Regions from separate parts of the Mus musculus genome. Here regions 2, 3, 4, 5 and 6 are each linked to region 1. The links are chromatin contacts, called in public Hi-C, HiChIP or PLAC-seq and promoter capture Hi-C maps. All regions are on one chromosome and are shown on one strand. Each heading gives the region's core, a stretch centred on a gene start, on an enhancer-like site or on the middle of the called end of the contact. The rest is flanking DNA. Distances are from core to core; before and after follow the strand shown.

What was found. Promoter capture Hi-C pulls out the DNA fragments that hold promoters and counts their contacts. Hi-C and Micro-C count contacts between places; a contact is called where the count stands out from the background. HiChIP or PLAC-seq counts read pairs in DNA pulled down with a chosen protein or histone mark. Capture Hi-C pulls out chosen DNA fragments and counts their contacts.
Region 2: a Hi-C map of CD8 T cells shows a contact between it and region 1, with 1.9 times the contacts expected there. The contact joins the promoter of Mrpl37 here to the promoter of Ndc1 in region 1. A contact is called at or near these places in 2 of 39 promoter capture datasets (the HPC-7 cell line and liver), 4 of 484 Hi-C or Micro-C datasets (CD4 T cells, CD8 T cells, cortical neurons and 1 more), 3 of 115 datasets of contacts at active chromatin or transcription factors (the SCID.adh cell line, bone marrow-derived macrophages and pancreatic cancer cells) and 1 of 9 other capture datasets (liver).
Region 3: a promoter capture Hi-C map of pancreatic islet shows a contact between it and region 1, with 4 times the contacts expected there. The contact joins the promoter of Dmrtb1 here to the promoter of Ndc1 in region 1. A contact is called at or near these places in 4 of 39 promoter capture datasets (cranial neural crest, embryonic stem cells, hippocampal neurons and 1 more), 13 of 115 datasets of contacts at active chromatin or transcription factors (the SCID.adh cell line, astrocytes, embryonic basal ganglia and 8 more) and 2 of 9 other capture datasets (embryonic stem cells and pancreatic islet).
Region 4: a promoter capture Hi-C map of hippocampal neurons shows a contact between it and region 1, with 5 times the contacts expected there. The contact joins the enhancer-like site here to the promoter of Ndc1 in region 1. A contact is called at or near these places in 6 of 39 promoter capture datasets (the 3T3-L1 cell line, frontonasal cranial neural crest, hippocampal neurons and 3 more), 3 of 484 Hi-C or Micro-C datasets (cortical neurons, embryonic stem cells and palatal mesenchyme) and 2 of 115 datasets of contacts at active chromatin or transcription factors (embryonic limb bud and stem cell-derived neural progenitor cells).
Region 5: an H3K4me3 HiChIP or PLAC-seq map of forebrain shows a contact between it and region 1, with 3 times the contacts expected there. The contact joins the promoter of Lrp8os2 here to the promoter of Ndc1 in region 1. A contact is called at or near these places in 6 of 39 promoter capture datasets (the 3T3-L1 cell line, 3T3-L1-derived adipocytes, cranial neural crest and 3 more), 1 of 15 datasets of contacts at CTCF or cohesin (the NIH/3T3 cell line) and 3 of 115 datasets of contacts at active chromatin or transcription factors (astrocytes, embryonic forebrain and forebrain).
Region 6: a contact with region 1 is called in an H3K4me3 HiChIP or PLAC-seq map of the SCID.adh cell line, with 11 read pairs. The contact joins the promoter of Lrp8 here to the promoter of Ndc1 in region 1. A contact is called at or near these places in 2 of 39 promoter capture datasets (the 3T3-L1 cell line and hippocampal neurons), 1 of 484 Hi-C or Micro-C datasets (embryonic stem cells) and 4 of 115 datasets of contacts at active chromatin or transcription factors (the SCID.adh cell line, embryonic limb bud, extraembryonic endoderm stem cells and 1 more).

What each region holds. Positions count from the first base shown.
Region 1 is chr4:107,366,556-107,369,491 of GRCm38.p6, reverse strand. It overlaps Ndc1 (NDC1 transmembrane nucleoporin), which reads right to left and starts at 1,445. Exons shown (of 18, transcript NM_028355.4): 1 at 1,344-1,445; 2 at 615-735. The coding sequence starts at 1,403.
Region 2 is chr4:107,065,459-107,068,345 of GRCm38.p6, reverse strand. Mrpl37 (mitochondrial ribosomal protein L37) reads left to right here and starts at 1,480. Exons shown (of 7, transcript NM_025500.2): 1 at 1,480-1,896. The coding sequence starts at 1,551. It overlaps Cyb5rl (cytochrome b5 reductase-like), which reads right to left and starts at 1,352. Exons shown (of 7, transcript NM_001346552.2): 1 at 1,301-1,352.
Region 3 is chr4:107,682,679-107,685,833 of GRCm38.p6, reverse strand. Dmrtb1 (DMRT-like family B with proline-rich C-terminal, 1) reads left to right here and starts at 1,604. Exons shown (of 4, transcript NM_019872.2): 1 at 1,604-2,254. The coding sequence starts at 1,672.
Region 4 is chr4:107,716,804-107,720,040 of GRCm38.p6, reverse strand. All of the region lies in intron 3 of 1700047F07Rik (a long non-coding RNA gene), which reads right to left. Among named protein-coding and RNA genes, the nearest start is that of 1700047F07Rik, 29 kb to the right of the region's middle. Within about 2 kb of position 1,785, at least 61 of the 459 cell types and tissues checked have an H3K27ac peak or open chromatin away from gene starts, as enhancers often do. A contact at or near this core is called in cortical neurons and hippocampal neurons, where this site is marked.
Region 5 is chr4:107,821,362-107,824,282 of GRCm38.p6, reverse strand. It overlaps Lrp8os2 (low density lipoprotein receptor-related protein 8, apolipoprotein e receptor, opposite strand 2), which reads left to right and starts at 1,261. Exons shown (of 2, transcript NR_151515.1): 1 at 1,261-1,349. All of the region lies in intron 2 of Lrp8 (low density lipoprotein receptor-related protein 8, apolipoprotein e receptor), which reads right to left.
Region 6 is chr4:107,800,595-107,803,934 of GRCm38.p6, reverse strand. It overlaps Lrp8 (low density lipoprotein receptor-related protein 8, apolipoprotein e receptor), which reads right to left and starts at 1,676. Exons shown (of 20, transcript NM_053073.3): 1 at 1,417-1,676; 2 at 565-684. The coding sequence starts at 1,522. Lrp8os3 (low density lipoprotein receptor-related protein 8, apolipoprotein e receptor, opposite strand 3) reads left to right here and starts at 1,871. Exons shown (of 2, transcript NR_168096.1): 1 at 1,871-2,171.

The sequences.
Region 1 (2,936 bases), core at 196-2,695:
TTTTTAATACCAGTCACAATTCCCATCTGCAATTTTAAATGGATGGCAGGGAAAGGAAAAACAAGAAAAGACAAGGGAACTGGGGCTGGAGAGATGGCTCAGCAGAGGGCTTTTCCAAAGGACCTGGGTTCAGTCCCAGCACCCACATGGTGGCTCACAACCATCTGCAACTCTTCCAGGGGGATCCATAAGCACCAGGCACACACGTGGTGATGAACATACATATATACAAGTTAAATACTTATACACATGAAAAATACAAATAAGCCAACTTTTCTTTTCCTTTTTTAAGGAAAAGACAAAAGGATAAATACTTGTGTGGCTTCCTTTTCTTTTTTACTGCACCTCTAGGGATTTACTATATATATGCCCCAGATTGGCCTTGAACTCAGGTCGTCCTGCCTCTGCCTCCCAGGACACTGGGCCATCACACCTAGCTGTGTATATAAGTAGTCTTCTAATGATCTGTCCTGTCATCATACATAATCCCTGACACACTTACTGATTTTATATAACAAAAATGACAGTTCTGTGAGTGCAGAAATGCAGAGAGTGAGTGCCTTTACGTAATGTTTTAATGTCAATACAGACAGTAATTAAAAATCACCACTTACCTGACAGCCACTGTATAGGGTGGAATAAATTGATGCTGCTTAAGACTATAAAGGCTGTGATGCAGACGGGTAGAAGCACTACTGACCAAACGATGCTGGTAACTATCCTCCAACCCAAAACCTAAAATTAAACACAACTCTTCAATCAAGAAGTCAGTTACTCTAACTCAGACATGCAAATCCTGCTTCTCCATTTAGGCTATTAACATGAACCACTACTATTTGCATTCTCTTTACTTCTCTCCTTGCGCCCACTCCCCACCCCCCAAACACAGAATGGATGCAAGGAGGTGAGCTCTCCTTAGCTGAAGCCTAGAGTAGGCTGTCTTAAATAAACCATGAATATATGCTCGGTTTAGCGTCTCCCCAACCCCAGAGTCTGCTAAGGCCACATTCTTTCAACACAGAGCAGCCCTTCCCGTTTCCTAGCCCAAGGAATCAAGCCATTTATTATGCATTAGCTCGAATCACTAACCTTTTGCTCTACAACTTTTCCACCAAATTTCCATTCGGGCCATCCCAACCACGCTGACAAACTTCCACTTCGGACTCCAGCTCAACACCCCAGACCTAACTTCCACTCGGGGACGCCCACACACCCTTGCACCCAATCCCCGAGGCGGTCAGATCCCTACACGCTATTCCTAAAGCGCCTCCAAGACAGGCCCCTTTAGCCAAGCGCGCAGGCACCGCCAGAGAGGCAGGGAGCGCCACGGCTCGCTAACTCACGCGCCAAAGGATGTCCCGCGGCGACCCGCCGGCGCAGGGCCCGCTCGCAGCCGTGGCCATGGAGATGGCGGCCCCCGCTCTCAAGCGTGCCGGGGACAGAGTGTCCGCCCGCCACCACTGTTCAAAGGCAGGAAGGCCCCGGGAGGACCCAGCTGGGGCTGCCCGGTACGCTGCCTGGGCAGGGTTCTGCAAAGCCGCCAGACCATCTCTCCGCAGCTTCGCCTGAACAGACTCAACCGGCCAGAACTTCCCCGTAGCCACATGCCTCCAGGTGGGCTGTGACTCGAGGAAGCGTCCTCTGGAGTCCAAAAAGTCCTTCCGAAGCAGGGTCCATCTGGGCGTCAAAAACAAAGGGCGACGGTGCTGCATGCTGGGAACTGTAGTCTCGACGACCCCTGAGAACCAAGGGGAAGAGGAGCGTTGCATTCTGGAACTTGGAGTTCCAAAGTACAGGCTCGCGGTGTAACGAGAAGCAAGTTGGGGTGTCCTAGAACTGGAGTTACAGTTGTTGGCTGCCATGTGGTTACTGGGAATTAAACCCGGATACTCTAGAGGAGCAGCCTTTTACGGGACTCACCTCCCAGCCCCTCCCTTTCTCTTCTATTTTTTTCTTTCTTTTTTTTAACTAAAGCTGTAATAACCACTGGGAGTGAAAAGGTTGTTATATCACTTTTTCTTCCAGAATGCCATCTTTCTTCTTCTTTTTTTTTTAAAGATGCATTTATTTTATTTATATGAGTACACTGTAGCTGTCTTCAGACACACCAGAAGAGGGCATCAGATCCCATTACAGATGGTCCTGAGCCACCATGTGGTTGCTGGGAATTGAACTCAGGACCTCTGGAAGAGCAGTCAGTGCTCTTAAGAGTTGAGCCATCTCTTCAGCCCAGAATGGCATCTTTCTAAAAGTGAAACCACAGGATACTGAAGCTGCCGTCTTAATACTCAGTAACTTCACTGAATTCCTTTTATTAAAAATAAAGTGTTTTATTGATAAGAAAGGTATGTTTTGGTTTTTAGCTTCAGCTATTAATACTTGTTAAGTGCAGCATCTTGATCCTCACAGAGCCTCTATTTCTTCAAGTGTAAAATAAGGATAAAAACACAACATCCTGTTAATGGGGTAAAGATGTAAATACTATATACTATAAGACAACTATTGAAGGCTGGGGTGTGACTGAGTTGTAAAATGCTTTCCTGATATATACCAAACCCTACAGCACCTCCCAAAACATGGCAGCACTCAAGAAACTGAGGCAGGAGGCTATAAAGCTCAAAGCCATCCTTAGCTAGTGAGTTTGAGACTAGTCTGGAATATGTGAAACAGCTGTCTCCAAAAAGAAGATTACCATTGGTGGAGAGGTAGCTCAGCTAGCTACATAAGCATGAAGACAAGAATTCAGTACCTGGACTCCAGGAGGAAAACCTGAACATGGTGCTGGACAGGTGCTAGGCAGGTGCTGGGCAGGTGCTGGGCAGGTGCTGGGCAGGTGCTAGGCAGGTGCTGGGCAGGTGCTAGGCAGGTGCTGGGCAGGTGCTAGGCAGGTGCTAGGCAGGTGCTGGGCAGGTGCTAGGCAGGTGCTAGGCAGGTGC
Region 2 (2,887 bases), core at 231-2,730, 300 kb after region 1:
CTCCTACTGTGCAGGAGCTCTTTGACTTTGGTGTGTTTCTGAGGCTGGGCCACCAGTGAGAATGAAGTTGGTGTCTCACTCTTTCTGTATTCTGCCAAACACCTGGCATACAGGAAGCTCCCATGGCCTGGTGAGTGTTCGTTCCCTCTATAGTCCGGGAGCTGGGTACAGGATTTGGTGTTGTAAGGCAGAAGGCACAGGACACGGTCCCTGTCCTTGTTAAGACCTAGCACGGTGTTATACTCATCCAGTCACTCCATCTGTACTGTGCATCAGATAACTGAGTGAATGGTGCCTCTCTTTATGGCAATTACTCTTAGCATTTGGGAAGGAGATGTACTAAGACAAATGAAAATGCTTTAACTGTAAACTGCTGGGTAGTCTGAGTGTTAGTCATATTGTCCTCTGCCTCTTTTGCATTCATGGGGGTTAAATAGTCCTATTGTCTCAGTCGTTTTGGAAACTGGTAGACAAGGTGGCCACTTCATGCACAATTTTAAAGATGAAGTTCCTTCCCATCTGGGAGGCACAATCCCTGTTGCAGCCTCGCCCTGGATGCTTATCCCTACTCTTCAGGCCTTGGCTGAAAGGTCATCTCCTCTCAGAGACCTTCTCAAGTGTTCCCCTTGTCATTACCAAGCACCTTATTTGTTCTACTATGTATTCATTTGTTAACCTAAAGTGTGTGTCACGCAACTGCTCTAGAAGCCAGGGAGAGTTCACGGGCCGGTCACTAAACAATGCAACTCTGACAGTGGTCAAACAAGAGAAAAGACCTAAGGGACAGGAAGCATGTGTGTGTTGCCACCGTTCACGTCGTGCACTCATGTACTCACTCGGTGGTCCCTCAACCTATGCCCACCCGATGCTTACTTAGCACAGTCCTCACTCTGACCCCCGCAGCGAGCCTGCCAGAAGCCAGTGCACTGGACCCGCCTCCGGGAATCGGAAAACTTAGCAGCAGCAGAGCAAAAGTAACTCGCGTTCGGCGCCGGGCGAGCCGCAGTGCCAGCAGTCGGCCGCCAAGCTGGCATAGAAAGAGGTACCCGGGCCACTCGCAGGCTCTGGGAAGCCGCAGCCAGGAAAGTGTGGGCAACGCTGAGAAGGGCGGAAAGGATGGCAGTTCCAGAACTCATGAGGCGTCGGACCCGCTAAGGCATTTTAACTCCTAATTTTACAGCGAGGAGACCGGGCCCTCTCACGTTCTAAATGCCTAAGGGTCAAAGGCGTGCAAAGTACAGATCTGAGGTCCCTACGCTCCTCCGCGCCGGCCGCGAGCTCCACCACCGCGCTCACCTACCTACCAGCAAGTTTCTTCACGTGTGGCACTTCAGAAACCCCAAGCAAAGAGCACCTTCCAGGTTCCACCAATAAGGATGGGAACTGCCTGAGGGGCGGGGACAAAGCAAGCATATTCTAATTGTGATTGGGTGAAGTGTCTGTCATTCGCAAAAACCCGTCATTGCGCTCCGCCCCTTTGGCTCCCAGCAGTCCCTGCACGGGCAAAGATGGCGGCGTCCAGGTAGAGGTTTTGTAGAAACGGAGTCGGTATGGCCTTGGCGTCCGGGCCCGCTCTGCGGGCACTCGCTGGCTCTGGAAGGCTCGGCCTCGGAGGTTACGGGACTCCGAAACGTGGGGCGTATGAGTGGGGCGTGCGCTCCACGCGGAAGCCCGAGCCTCGCCCCCTGGACAGGGTGTACGAGATCCCCGGTCTGGAGCCCATTACCTACGAGGGCAAGAAGCACTTCGTCCCGTGGCTGGCGAGGCCGATCTTCCCGCCGTGGGAGCGCGGCTGGAATGACCCACGCTTCCACCGTGCCGCCCCGATCCACGAACAGACTCTGTACAAGGAAGAACCCTGCTACATCTTCCACCAGCGTTGCCGACTCCTGGAGGGTGAGGTCTCAGGACAAACGGGAGGAGACGCTGTCCCAGGCTCAGCAGTGACCCCGAGCCTGGGGAAGTTTCTTCCTCTGGAAGTAGAATAGAGTAACACCCGGCTTCCAAGAGTTGTCAGATCAAGGTGTTTGTGAAAGGGAGCAATGGAGAATGTGTGCAGAGAGGAGGGGATTTGTCTCCATGCGTGGAGAGGTGATAATAAAGCAGGTCTACAACGCTCCTTTTCTGGGGGTGTCTTTTGTTAAAATAGGCCTGGGATATGTTTTCAAAGAAAGGATTTGCACCCAAAAGTCTACCCACTTAATAACAGGTCAGAATGTCTTGAGCCTTTTCCTGAGTTGGAGGCCAGCCTAATCTACAGAGTGAATGAGTTCGAAGACAGTCAGGGCTACACAGAGAAACCCTGTGGGGAGGCGGGGGAGATACATCAATGTCTCAAAGTCATTCTGTTTCTTAAGAGGAGTGTCAGGAACTGTTTTCCAGAGTTGAACCCTCTCAGGATCAGGATGAGGATAGGGAAGATCCTAAAACCAAAAACAACTGAAGTCTGTGGGAGCAGAGATTCCAAAGGATAACTAGGAAATACAGAGACCCAACAAGGTTTGGAGCCAAATTAAGAGAATCAGTCATAAGTTTGGAAAAATCGATAGCCATAGGCCAGCCTCCTAAAAGGCCCACTTCTATGCCTGCAAGCTGATATTTTTGGCCATTAACCATTTTCTGTGAACTCAGGAGGTGCTGTGAAGGATCTCACAGACACGACCCCTTTGCATTACCCTGACAACGAATGCCTAGTGGATGGATGTGTTTCAGAAGTTAGGATTGCACCTGGAGATGGTGGTGCATGCCTTTAATCCCAGCCCTCAGGAGGCAGAAGCAGGAAGATCTCTGTGAGTTCAAGTCAGCCTGGTCTACTGAGTGAGTTCCAGGATAGCCAGGGCTACACAGAGAAACCGTGCTTTAGGAAAAAAGATCAGAAGTTAAGATT
Region 3 (3,155 bases), core at 355-2,854, 320 kb before region 1:
CGCGCTGCTTCTGACCCTCTGAGATGGCCTGCTTACTATTTAAAGCACTGCCTGTCTTTACCTTTTGAAAACCTTTTGAAAGACACCATAGATATTTCTTTTGAAAAGGAAAAAAAAAGAACCACAGCCTGGCGTAGTGGTGCATGCCCTTAACCCAGCACTCAGGAGGCAGATAGCGTGTGTGTGTGTGTGTGTGTGTGTGTGTGTGCGCGCGCGCGTGTGTATGTGTGTGTATACACACATATATGTATATATATTTAAATGACAGGTTGTATGTAGGCTATTAGATTTTTTTTCATGGAGATTGTGCTTGCTTGTGTGTGTGTGTGTGTGTGCATGTATGTGATTTTTTTTTCTTTTGGGTGGAATTACTCTCCAAAGCTGGGAGCTCCCCTTCTCTCAGAGTGAACCGACTGGAACACATGCTTTGTCACAAAACAAGCAAATTGTGGCTCCTTGTGATATTGGTAGATTCTGGGAATAAAGGCCATCCTGGAGGGGCAAGCCCCCCTAAGTTAGGTCTGAACACACCGTGCTGTGTGCCCTATACTGGGTGAGCAGATGTCTGAGGAAGGCTCTTGCAAATGTTTACTTATATGGCCCCTCTCCTGAGAGAAGTATGCATGCTTCATCAATGTATTTCCAGTGGCTAGGGAATTTTTTTTTAAGTAGTTGTGTTTGGCTTCATAAAGACAATTAAAAGACCATATGAAACAAGAAACACACACACACACACAAACACACACACACACAAACAAACCCAAAAGCCAGTAATTCAAATTAGTTCCGAACTATCATGTTTTGCTTTAGAACATTATTTTTGTTTTTGCTTTTTGTTTTTTGTTTTTCGAGACAGGGTTTCTCTGTGTAGCCCTGGCTGTCCTGGAACTCACTCTGTAGACCAGGCTGGCCTCGAACTCAGAAATCCGCCTGCCACTGCCTCCCAAGTGCTGGGATTAAAGGCATGCGCCACCAACGCCCGGCACTTTAGAACATTATTAAGCATGCATTTTTCAGACCCTAGTGCTTACACAAACAGGACTCAAAAACTCATGGTTTCTGCAATGCCTGTAAGTAACCAACACTGCACTAAGCGCTGAAGAATATTCTGGAAGCAGAACTGCTCTTTTTCTCTACAGAGGAGCGAGATGAAGCAGAAGCAGCTGCTTCGGGGAGGAAAAACACAGTGTTCTCTGGAACTTTCCAATAGTACGGGTTTACTAACAGCTCTGTTCATTGGGAGTTTTAAAACCCTCGACCGTTGAGTAGAAGTCCGCCTTTTTTCAAAAAAAAAAAAAAAAAAAAAAATCTATTTTCCAGTTACAATTTGGCGGGAACAGGAAGTTTGAAAATTCAAGTGCCGAAAACTTCAAATAACTCGTATGACATACATGTAATAAGTATTTCATTTTTAATTTACACCGTACACCATTGCCCAACACACAGAAACACGGTAAATTTAGCACACACACACACACAGAAAGTGGAAAAAATGCAAGAGTCCTATTGCAGTTCTCCGGACATTCAGCGAGCTGTTTTGTTACAAGTGTATCCAATGTCCCCAGCACCAGGGACTTATGGGGGCACCGCTCATTCCTGCTTCACTTGCTCTGCAGCTTCGGGAAGTGGTGGCTGCGTTTGGAAGCAGAGCTTGCCCAGCTAGACGACAAGATGCTTCGCGCCCCCAAGTGCTCTAGGTGCCGGAACCATGGCTATCTGGTACCAGTCAAGGGCCATACGGGCAAATGCCGCTGGAAGCAGTGCATCTGTGACAAGTGCTACCTGATCACCGAGCGCCAGAAGATCATGGCTGCCCAGAAGGTTCTCAGAACCCAAGCTGCCGAGGAGCAGGTGGCGACCGTGGGCACGCAGGGTCCCCAGCTGCCTCCTAGGGCTCCAGCAGCGGCGGCCACCGCCTTGAGCTCCAGCATTTGCCCACTGCCTAGGGCGGTTCCGGGAGGCGTTGGGCCAGGCCCCACGGCCACTTGCTTCCTCGAGAGGCCCCCGCAGGCCCCGAGCCCAGGCCCGAGCACCTTCCAGCTGGGCCCAAGTGGCCGCCCGGGCCCCAGCACCTTCCAGCCTGGACCAGGGGCCCCCGGGGGACTGCGCGACCGTTCCTCCGCGTGGCTGCCCCAGCTCATGCCACAGGCGCCCAGGCCGGAGCTTTGCTACCCGGATCAGCACCTGCCAGTGCGGCCCGTGCCAGTGCCAGGGCCAGTGCGGCCCGTGCCCCGACTGCCGTTCGCCGACTACGGTAAGCCCAGCCTCGTGCAGCCGACGGTTCCTCCGGCCTGTACCAGGCCAGCAGCCTCCGGCTCTAAGCTGGAGTCCCAGACTGGTGCCGGGGTGGGAAAGGCGCCTTCCCCAGGTAACCCCGCTTGAGAACCTGTTCCCAGACAAGGATTTGGGTGGGTGGCTTCTGATGATAGCAATGGGAAAAAGCTGGTAGGGAAGAATGTGCAGTGCAGGGGGGCTTTGTTGAGATGCAGTTTTCTGCCTCTGTACTTTTGCAAGAGGAAAAAAAAGATGGCAGCTGGGCAGCTTTGGCAGTGGCGCCTTTCCGTGGCCCCTCTAGCGCGTTTGCACGGCATCCCTTCCCCCCTCCCAGGTCTAGATCTCTTGTGCCTGCGTGGCAACCCCTCCCCCTCCCCGCCTGCCATTTTTCTCCTGCTGGAGAGTCTTTTTCTGAGTGGCTGTTCACCTTAAACTGCGCCTGCGCACCCTCCTTTCACTGAGCCGAGGCTAATTTATCCTAACTGCAGTGTCTAGCCTAACGCACCTGTACTCACACTCACTTGTTCCATTTCACCTGATGTGGTGGGGAATAAAACTTTCTGCTAGTTGGCCAGGGGGATGGGCTGGTTCACTAAGATTTTTTTTCCCCCTCGCTTTGTGCATTAATTACATTGTTTCTTTATGCTGTAGGTTGCTTTCCTGGTTGAAGTAGATTTCTTGAGTTTTTTTAAAATTATATTTATATCTTATAATTTATTTATTATAATGCATTGGTGTTTTGCCGGCATGCATGTCTGTGTGAGGGTGTCTTATCCTCTGGAACTAGAATTACAGGCAGGTGTGAGCTGCCACATGGGTGCTAGGAATTGAGCCTGGGACCTCTGGAAGAGCAGCCGGTGCTCTTAACCTCTTAACCGCTG
Region 4 (3,237 bases), core at 536-3,035, 350 kb before region 1:
CCCAGGTGTCACCGAACTGGCTCCTACTTGCAAATATTTACAAAGTCCCATTCTCCTTCCAAACCTCTTCCTCTCTCTTCTTGGTGGTGGCTATGCATAGCGTGAATTCGTGACTGCATCTTGAAGGCTCTGCAGCCAGCTGAGTGTAGTGACTTCTAGGAGTCTCCAAACACTGTGTGAAGGAAGCGTCTTCCCTCCATACCAGGCTGCTCCCTGATACCATGGCTAGCTGCAGTCTCTCCAGATCAGAGCCAGTGGTCAGGAGGGAACATGTCAGAGCAGGGTACCATCCTAGACCCTTAATACAGCTCATGTTGTAGGATCCCCAACTAGAAATTATTTTGTTCTACTTCATAATTTTGCTATGGTTGTAAATTTTAACGTAAATATCTGATATGCCAGAGATATCTGATACATGACCTCAAAGGGGTCAAGACCCACAGGTTGAGAACCTCTGCTCTAGGATTAAGGTATTTGGTTTTGTCTGAGTGGTTTTAAATGGGCGGGGGTGGGCACTTCAGAGCCTTTGAGATCAGTGCAGGAAGATGCTGGAGGCAAGTTGACTGGTCACAGGTTGTGATAGCTATCTGGTCAAGCCATAGGTGACCGAGCATGAGTCATGGAATAGAAATCTTAATGGGCGAGACAGACACACAAACAGTTGAGACTCTTCCCCATACGCCCCTCCCCCATCCCCTATTTTTAGGTCAAAGAAATTTCTCAACTGAAAGACTTGCCCAGCCGTTGGCAGCTCAAGCCACCAGACCTTCTTTTTCACTCTCTCCTCTGCCTTCAGGGCTTCTTCACCCCCACCTACCCACCCATCTGGGCCACTTCTGTTCAGCTTCCAAAGCTTTGCCAACATCCAAGCAGTTCACCATGGCTGCTGGTACGAGAGAGTGCGCGACTCTACCTGTGCACACCTGGGTGTCTGGTGTACACTTCCACTGGAGCTATGTATGCACTGGCCTCTTCTGGGAGACACTGAACGATAGCTAGGGATAGTTTCATTTTTGTGTTCCTATGCCCAAGGCAATACCCATCGCATGGTGAGCAGGAAGCCAAGCTAACGAATGCATGCATGAATGAATGCATAAATGAGCACACGCACAAAGCAGTGAATGCATGAATGAGCATGTGAACAAGTGTCCCCGGGAAGATTCCCTTTCCCTCTTTTCCAGCCACCAGGGCGATGACAGCCTTACACTTGTTAGCTTTGCTTTCAGACCGTGTGCACTGTCCCGAGAATGCTTTTAAATGAAACTTCAGTTTTGGAAAATTAATGAGCATCTCATTTGGCAAGGTGGCAAGTTTGAAACACCCGACATGAGCAAAAAATATTTGAGTGTAAGGGAAAGGTAAGGTTAGGGAGAGGCGTGTGATCTGGGGCTACAGATTACAGTGGTTGGTCTCTGGAGCATAATTGCAGACACAAATAATCCCAAATCTGGGAGGCCAGAGGTCCTGTCACAAGTGACCTTGGAATGCATTTGTATTGCATCTCCTCTCCTGAAAGGAGGCAACTGGGAGAAGCTTTGGAATCGGCAAGGAACACCGGGAAAGAGACAATGTTATTATTCTGCCTCAATGATAAAATGTTGCCTTGAGAATTCAGTGCTAGCTTCGCCTGTTCTCCCGAAGAAAGAATATTCTAATATGACGTGCCTTCCTTCCCCTTACTAAGGACTGCATTAATTAGGGAATACTTTCTGAAGTGTAAAATGAAGTCTCTGAGTAAGCACAATTCTTTGCAGAAAGTAGGAAGCCCACAAGTCAGGCAGCCCTACCCTCAGATGTGAAGCCATCTGTGATTTCAGAACAAGCGGTTTTGCTAGCTGGAGGTGGTACGCTGTTGTGAAATGCTAAATTAAATACCACGACACGTTATTATGGCTTCAAAAAGTAGTTACAGGCTTCAATAAGCACACTTTTATCACAAGAACACACAACCTAAAGCCAAAATAGTTCAGTTTAGCATGCCAAAAATCTGCTCACCCCATACATTGTTAGACAGAGCAGTGGGAGAAGGCACCCGGAATTTGCTACCATTTCTCTCCATGGTAGCCAACATCTCCTATCTTCTTTGGCAGGGAGGCCATTTTTCTAGGCTGTATTTTGCACACAGAAATCTGCATACAGTGATTTGCATACCAAAACCACATTTGTAAAAAGAAACTGTTTGCAGGGAAGCCAGAGGGATAGGGTTGCCACCGTTGGCTTCTCTGTACAGTGCCCCCAGGTGGCTTGCCTTTCATTCTCCTCTGTGCTGAACCCCCCCGCCCCCCCACAAAGTGTTACGCACTTTATGAGGCATTAAAAATTAAAGCAAATGTATTCTGTGTATTTCCACAAACCACTCTAACAATAACAATCAGGCAGAATCATCCTTGCCAACAAACAGCCCATCCATTGTTCATTAAAAGGCTTGTAGTGGTAACTCTAAGACCCACAATACACCCAGATTTTATTGTATATCATTTTAAATATAATCTGTCTTCAGGGCAGGTGCTGTGATACCGGCTTTTATATAGGGGGAAACTGAGGCAAGCCAGATGTAGCAAGGCCAGGTTTGGAAACCTACTCCTTCGTCCCCTCCCACCTTCACCCTCTTTCTCTATGTTACACACTGTTGTGCCCCAACCCCACTTTGGCTGACCCAATCAGTCTGAGGTGCGGTTCCATGTTGGGAGAAGGGTACCACTTTGGTTTCCCACCTTTTTTTTTTTTTTTTTTTTTTTTTTTTTTTTCTGACCAGACCCGGGGCGCATGACCACACCTAAAGCTCAGTGAAGGTGTCTCATAAATTAATCCAGGGGCACACTGAGGTGAATCCAGGGGCAAGTGGCTTGTGATGATGATAACGGTGTCAAGAGAGCAGGATGGGTGGCTGCACAAAGGCCACACATGGTCATTGAGATGCAGCAGAAGTCTGAGGCTCAGTGCGCATGCGCCTCAGTACCAGACCAGCTGCGCTCTCAGAGACATAGCTCGTTGGTGTGGGCTTAATTATAATGCTACTTAAAGAGACCTTATCAGAAGCAAGTCAGATACTCTGTGCACTTACGTAAAGAAAAGTCAGTAGTAGTTTTTTTAAATTGGTTTATCTGATGAGCATTTTAGATTTTTCCAGTTTACAGCATTTGAAAGAAATTAGCCATTTCTGCAAAGAAGATAAAGGACAGATGGAAAAGGCTGCAAAAGCTTGCAAAACACAGGATTATAAACGTTTGCTTTCTT
Region 5 (2,921 bases), core at 12-2,511, 450 kb before region 1:
ATTCTGCTCCCCTAGAACACATATTAAAAAAACAAGCCACGTATAACCCTAGGAGGGTAAGGGAAGACAATAGAACCCAAGAGCTTACTGGCCAGCCAGCCTAGCCAAATGTATTTAACATTCAATGATAGACCCTGTGTAAGCACAGTATGCATGTATGTATGTATGTATGTATGTATGTATGTATCTATAATCCATCCATTTATCCATCCATCCATCTATCTTTCTATCTATCTCAGAATCAAAAAGGAGCCACAGAACCACAGATTCAACTCTCCATGTTCCAAAATAAACATTTTAGAGTCTCAAAACCCCAAGCTAGACTGCTCAGGCCCTCTGGGTCAGAACGTGGGACACTCGGCCATCAAAGACTCTCACAAGCAAGCTGCAGAAGCCCAGAAACTCTCGTCATGGGATCTAACCCAGGTGCCAGGAGCAGTAGGCATGGCCACCCCTCCCCCACCGCAGGCCCAGGAATCCCGTTCCCACCGCTGACATATGGCCAGTCTGCGCAGGCAAGAGGCTGAAAGCTGTCCCTTCTGAACAGGGAGGGAAGTAAGTTCTCAACGGGAGACCCCCGCTTTGTACAAATGGATTCTTCACCCTCCTTGTTCTTTGGCTCTGGTCAGAAAGATTCCCAGGGCAGTGGCAAGAAGCCAAGCGCTGCCACGAAATGACTTTAACCAGCAGACAGGCTGGTAATAGGTTTCGGTGGGAAAAAGGCAGGAGCGGGGTGATTCATTCCAACTTGCTATGTGATAAAGAAAATTAAGGCATAATACTGCGGAGGCAGTGCCCCTGTTAACCTGTGCGGAATACCAATTACTCCAAGCTTCTCAAAATCGCTAGAAATAAAAAGAAAACCCCAGAAGAGTGTGATTGTGGCCCAAGGCTCATCTGGATTAGGGCTGTTTGTTTGCCCTGGCACCCTAATGATGAGAGGGAGGGAAAATTCCCCGTTACCTTGGAGACAGCGATGCCAAAGCGGGGGTGGGAGAGGAGAGGCAAGCCCACGTGCAGCCACTGATCTGCTTGGCAAGTGCTTAGGGTAGAGGGATCCCCAGGTTCACTCAGGGAGGGCTGGGTGCAGAGGCTGCTAGGCCTCCCCTTGTCCTTCCCTCTACGGCACCTTCAGTGCTAGGTGTAGCATACGGGAGGGGCTGCAGAGAGAACATCTGGTGTATTGCATGGATGCATCACCTGTCAATTTAAAAACCTATGGCCTATAGGAAAGGGTAGAAGAGAAGGTGGGACATCCGGGAGGCAGAAAGAATTCTGGGATAGAGCCAGGCACGGGAAGATTCACAGGGGAAGATGTGACGAGGGGGACACTTGGTGCCTGAGCCCAGGTAAGCAGCCATGTGGCAGAATGGATTATTACAGTTATGATCTAGTCAGAGAAGAGCCTAGCTATATGGCCAATTTATACTTTGAGTCTGGATCTTATTTCTGAGAGCACGGGGCTGGGAGGAAGAACCAGACCTAACTCACACAAGGACCAGTTTCACTCATCCTACTCGTAGGAGAGTCTCAGGTCTGTACTGCTGGAAGCCAAGAGAATCAGGAGCAGAAGGGGGGTGCTTACTGTGTGCCAGGCACCTGCCAGGTACTGGTGAACTCTGAAGTTAGGGAAGACTTCTGGGGGAGGGGGAGGGGGGAGGGGAAGCGGCGGGGGCAGCCTCCCTGCTCACAGGCCTCTGGACCACATCTCACAACTCTCGCTCCTTATACAAGCTAAAGATACCAACTGCCTTGAGCCAGCCTGCTCCCCAGTAAACCACCCCTCTATGGCTTGCATGGAGGTGAAGCCACCTATCATGCAATCATTGCTTGCACTACAGAACAAATTCACTCCCCTCCAAGTAGCCAGTTCCTCTGGGCATGGACGTTTGGGAGAGTCTCGTCTACTGCCTGCTGTGGTCTTCCTCCTGCCAGGAGCAGGTTAGAGGTCCCAGAGCTTAAATCCTGCCTCTGCCCCTATGTGACCTCATGCAGGCTACTTGCCTGGTATATATAATGTACTCTTAGATGAGGAATGTGAGACTTGGCCCTGACCATGGAGTGATGGCCACCACACTGCTCCTTAAGGTATACAAAGCCTATTACATATAGATCCTCGCTTGACTTGGTGCTGAGAAATGAACCTAAGGCCTCACGCATGCTCTAAAACTGAACGACACTATCTATCTATCATCTATCCATTTATTTTGGAGACAGGGTAGTAGATCACTCTGTCGCTCAGGCTGGCCTTAAGCTCACTGTGTAGCCAAGGACGGTCATGAACTTCTGACCCTCCTCCTACTTTTGCTATCATGCCTGATATCATGCAGTGCTAGGGATTGAACCCTGGGCCTCGCGCATGCTAGGTTAGCACTCTTCTAACGAGCAACCTGTCCAGTCATTACTTAGTTCTTACAGCTCTCCTGAAGTTCAGAGAGGGACAAGATGGCCTACATCACACAACGAATGAGTAGACCTACTAGGTCCAGTGCTCTCCAGCAGCTCAGGGTACTTCCTCTAAGGAAGGGGCTACAGTGGGAATTCAGAGCTTGATCCTGGTCAGTCCTGTGAAATAAAGAGGAGTACTCTTTCAAGAGCCTCTCTGAGCCACCGTGAAACTCTAACAGCATAAAAGATGCCTAAGGCATAAATTACCGGACAGGGCAATAGCCTGGGGGAACAGATAAAACCACTACAGGGAGTCCAGAGACTGGGCTCCAGTCCTGTCCCTCCATCCTGGCTCTGTGCTTGGATCGGCCTGGGTTTCCCCATCTGTCAAACACAGCACAAGGATTCCTGCCTCCTTCCCAATGCCAGTGCATACCTGCCAAACCTAGCTCCATCTTGCCTTCTGCCCAGACAGTCTGTGATCACTACCTCTGCCAGGAAGGCTCAAGAGGCCGCTGGGCACACAGCCCAGC
Region 6 (3,340 bases), core at 427-2,926, 430 kb before region 1:
TCTGAAGGGTGACTCGGCAGAAAGGCAGCAGACTGTGACCAGGACCTGAGCCTACCACCCGGAGGATGCGCGCGGGGGTGCGGCCGGGGCGGGCCAGGGCAGGGCCTAGAGCCCTTTACAGCACACCGTCAGCCCCAGGATTGGCCGCTCCGGCCACAGGCCTATGGGGTGGTCCTTGCGCAGCCAATCAGTGGCCCCGGGGAGCCCATTCATTCATAAAACCGAGCAAGGAAAAGCCCCTCGTGGCCCGAGCTGCGTGGAACTTTGAAGTGCGCGCTCCCAGTGAGGCCCAGATTGGGGATCCGATCCATAGAGCTAAGAGGTGTGCAGGGGCTGCCGCGTCCACGCCCACAGTCTCGGGCTAGTAGCTTCAGCAAGCCGCGCTGGGCTCCACCCTAAGCAGGACACGCCTGCCACCCAGCTCCCGCCGACAGCTGAGCCACCCATCCCAGAACAAGGCCGCCAGCCTGGGGCAGGTGGCCCCATGACGGATGCAGCCACGTGCGCAGCGGAGCATGATCCCCCCCCCCCCCCGTTTCCCCTCCCCTGGTCGCCGCGACTCACGGCAGTCGTCCTCGTCGCTGTTGTCCGAGCAGTCGTTGTCCTCATCGCATCTCCACACCAAGGGAATGCAGCGCTCGTTCCGACACCGAAACTGGTCCTCTTCACACTCCTTGACTGGCCCTGCGGGGGTTGGGGGCGGTGAGCTGGGTCACTGCACAGGAGCCCGCTCCCCACCCTGCAGCCCTGGCTGCCGAGAAGTCCAGCGGGTATGGGAAAGGGGGAGATATCGGTGAGCTCTGGATCTCCAAGCACCTTAATTCCGAGAAAGGACAGGATGCCACGGGTCCTCCACTGCAGGACCGACTGATGGCACAGCGAGACCCGACAAGCGCTTAACGGCCCGTGGCTATACCCCGCCTTCAGACACATTCACCCTTACACACAACGCCAAGTCAGGTCCACACAAACCTAGTCTGCGGGAAGCCCCGCACACTGGCGACACGCACCCGGTGCAGGGGCTCAGTCCCTTCACAACCTGTCAGTCTCCTCGGCCCACAGGGGTCCCCGGAAACGCATTGTCAGAAAAGACTGTACCACTTCGCTCATCGCCGCTATGGAGCGCGCGTGTCAAATTAAACCAAACCCCAGACCCTGAAGGACTACCCCCCGCAAAGTTCACGGGCCGGGGGGGGGGTGCCCGGCGCCCATCCCCCATTAAGAGGGTGCCCGGAGCTGGGGTAGAGCTTCGGTAACCAAAACCGTGGGGGTAGCGGGGAGGAGGTCCAAGGCAAATCCAGGGAGCTAGGGTCCCCGGAGCCTCTCTATCGGGACCTCGCCGTACAGCAACCCCCACCGCCGGCCGCGCTTTGTTGGTTGGCGGCTGCGAGCCGGCCCGGGAAGCGCCGTACGCACCTTGGCCGCCCGGCAGCGGATCCGCTGCGGAGAGATGCTGAAGCTGCAGCAGCAGCAACAGCAACAGCGCCAGCGGCCGGAGCGCGCCCAGTTCTGGGCGGCCCATAGCGGGCCCGGGGCTCCGGCCGCCGCGCCCCGAGACCCCCGCGCCGCCGCCGCGCCTCAGCCCGCCAAGTCCTTGCCGCGGCGCCGGGGCTGCCGCTGCCGCCGCCGCCACCACCACCGCTGCCGCCCGCCCCGGCTCCCCGGCTGCATTTCAAGCAGGTTCGGTGACGCTCGGCGGCGGGGCGGGCTCAGGCTGGGCGCGCGGCCCCGGCCCTGGGCAGCCGCCGCCGGCGCGCGCGCTCCCTCCCGCCGCCGCCTCCGCCCCACGCTCCTCCCGCCGCCGCCTCTTCTCCTCCCCCGCCTGTCCTTGTCCCCTCCTCTCTCGGTCCGAGCCCCATGATCCTGCTCTGTGTGCGCGCAGGTGCTAAGAGCTGTAGACGCTAGGACGAGCCCGGCTAGGCTCTGGCCCCCCTGGTTTCCCCGTGGAGGTGGCAAGAGGGTGAGAGAAGGAGGCGTATGGAGGAGAGCCCGAGCTCGGGAGAAGGAGACTCACAAGCCGTTGCAGTGAACGCGCAGAGCGCGGGAAGGCTGAAAGCATTGCCAGGGAGAATCTAGGGGTGCTGGGCAAGACCTGTCATAGCTTCAGATTAGATGAGTCGCTTTCTGCGACCGTGTGCATCTGTGATTATCACTGTGTGATCCTGAGAGAGGTGAGTGTCTGGTGCACAGACTGTTATCCATATTCATCCTTCTCTGTTGGACCCCGCAGAGGAGCAGATCAAGGGCCCTGAAGACATGGCAAGGTAACCCTTGCTGCTGCAGAGAAGGGCAAGGACTGTGGAGGCCCAGATGTGTCATCCTTGCCGCCAGAGGCAGCACATCTAGTGTCTCTGGGCTCCACTAGCCTCTGCACAAAGAAGGCCCCTCCTCTAGCAGTGCGACCCCACCTCCCCTACTCTTCCTTGTCAGAAGGGCAACGCTTAGACTGGATTTCAGCCACCTGCCGGTGAGCCTGGCCCAGCAGCACAACAATCTCAGAGTGTGATTCTTGGGCACGGGTTGTAAACCAGGCCCGCGCGAGGGTGCCAAGGCCCAGTGTTAAATAGGCCCTCTCTCTTCAGAAAAAAAAAAAGGAAGAAAGAAAGAAAGAAAGAAAGAAAGAAAGAAAGAAAGAAAGAAAGAAAGAAAGAAAGAAAGAAAGAAAGAAAGAGAGAAAGAGAGAAAGAGAGAAAGAGAGAAAGAGAGAGAGAGAGAGAGAGAGAGAGAAAGAAAGAAAGAAAGAAAGAAAGAAAGAAAGAAAGAAAGAAAGAAAGAAAGGGAAAGAGAGAGAAAGCAAGCAAGCAATCGTGGAAGCTGTGATTCCTATGCCAAGCTGGATGGGTGCACAGCCCCGCTAGGTCAACAGTCCTCTCAGTCTCATATCTTCCCCCGCAAAGGGTAGCCCATGACAATAGCTATGGCAACCACAGACCTTGGGAAACCACAAGTGCATCATCCTTTGGTCACGTTAAGGCTCCATGGGTCTGGAAGTCCTGGCCACAGTGAGGGGAAGACAGACCATCAACAGAAGAAATCTTACACAGCATGTGCTGTGTGTGTTGTGCCCAAGGCTGCAGCATCGTAAATAAGGTACTTCCCCAACCTCCCGATGTTACATATTAGTTAGAAGAGAGAAATACAGAAGAAGAAAAAAAAAAAGAGTTCTATCACACTATCACAGCATCATAGTTGTGATGAGAAAATAAACAACATGAGAGCACGGAGGTAAGTTAGAGAGGCGATCATGTTTCACTGACAGCGAGGAGCCTGACCACATGACGGTCAAACGCATGCTATTCTTGGCAGAGGGAAGAGCAATGGAGACACATCCCATCGTGGT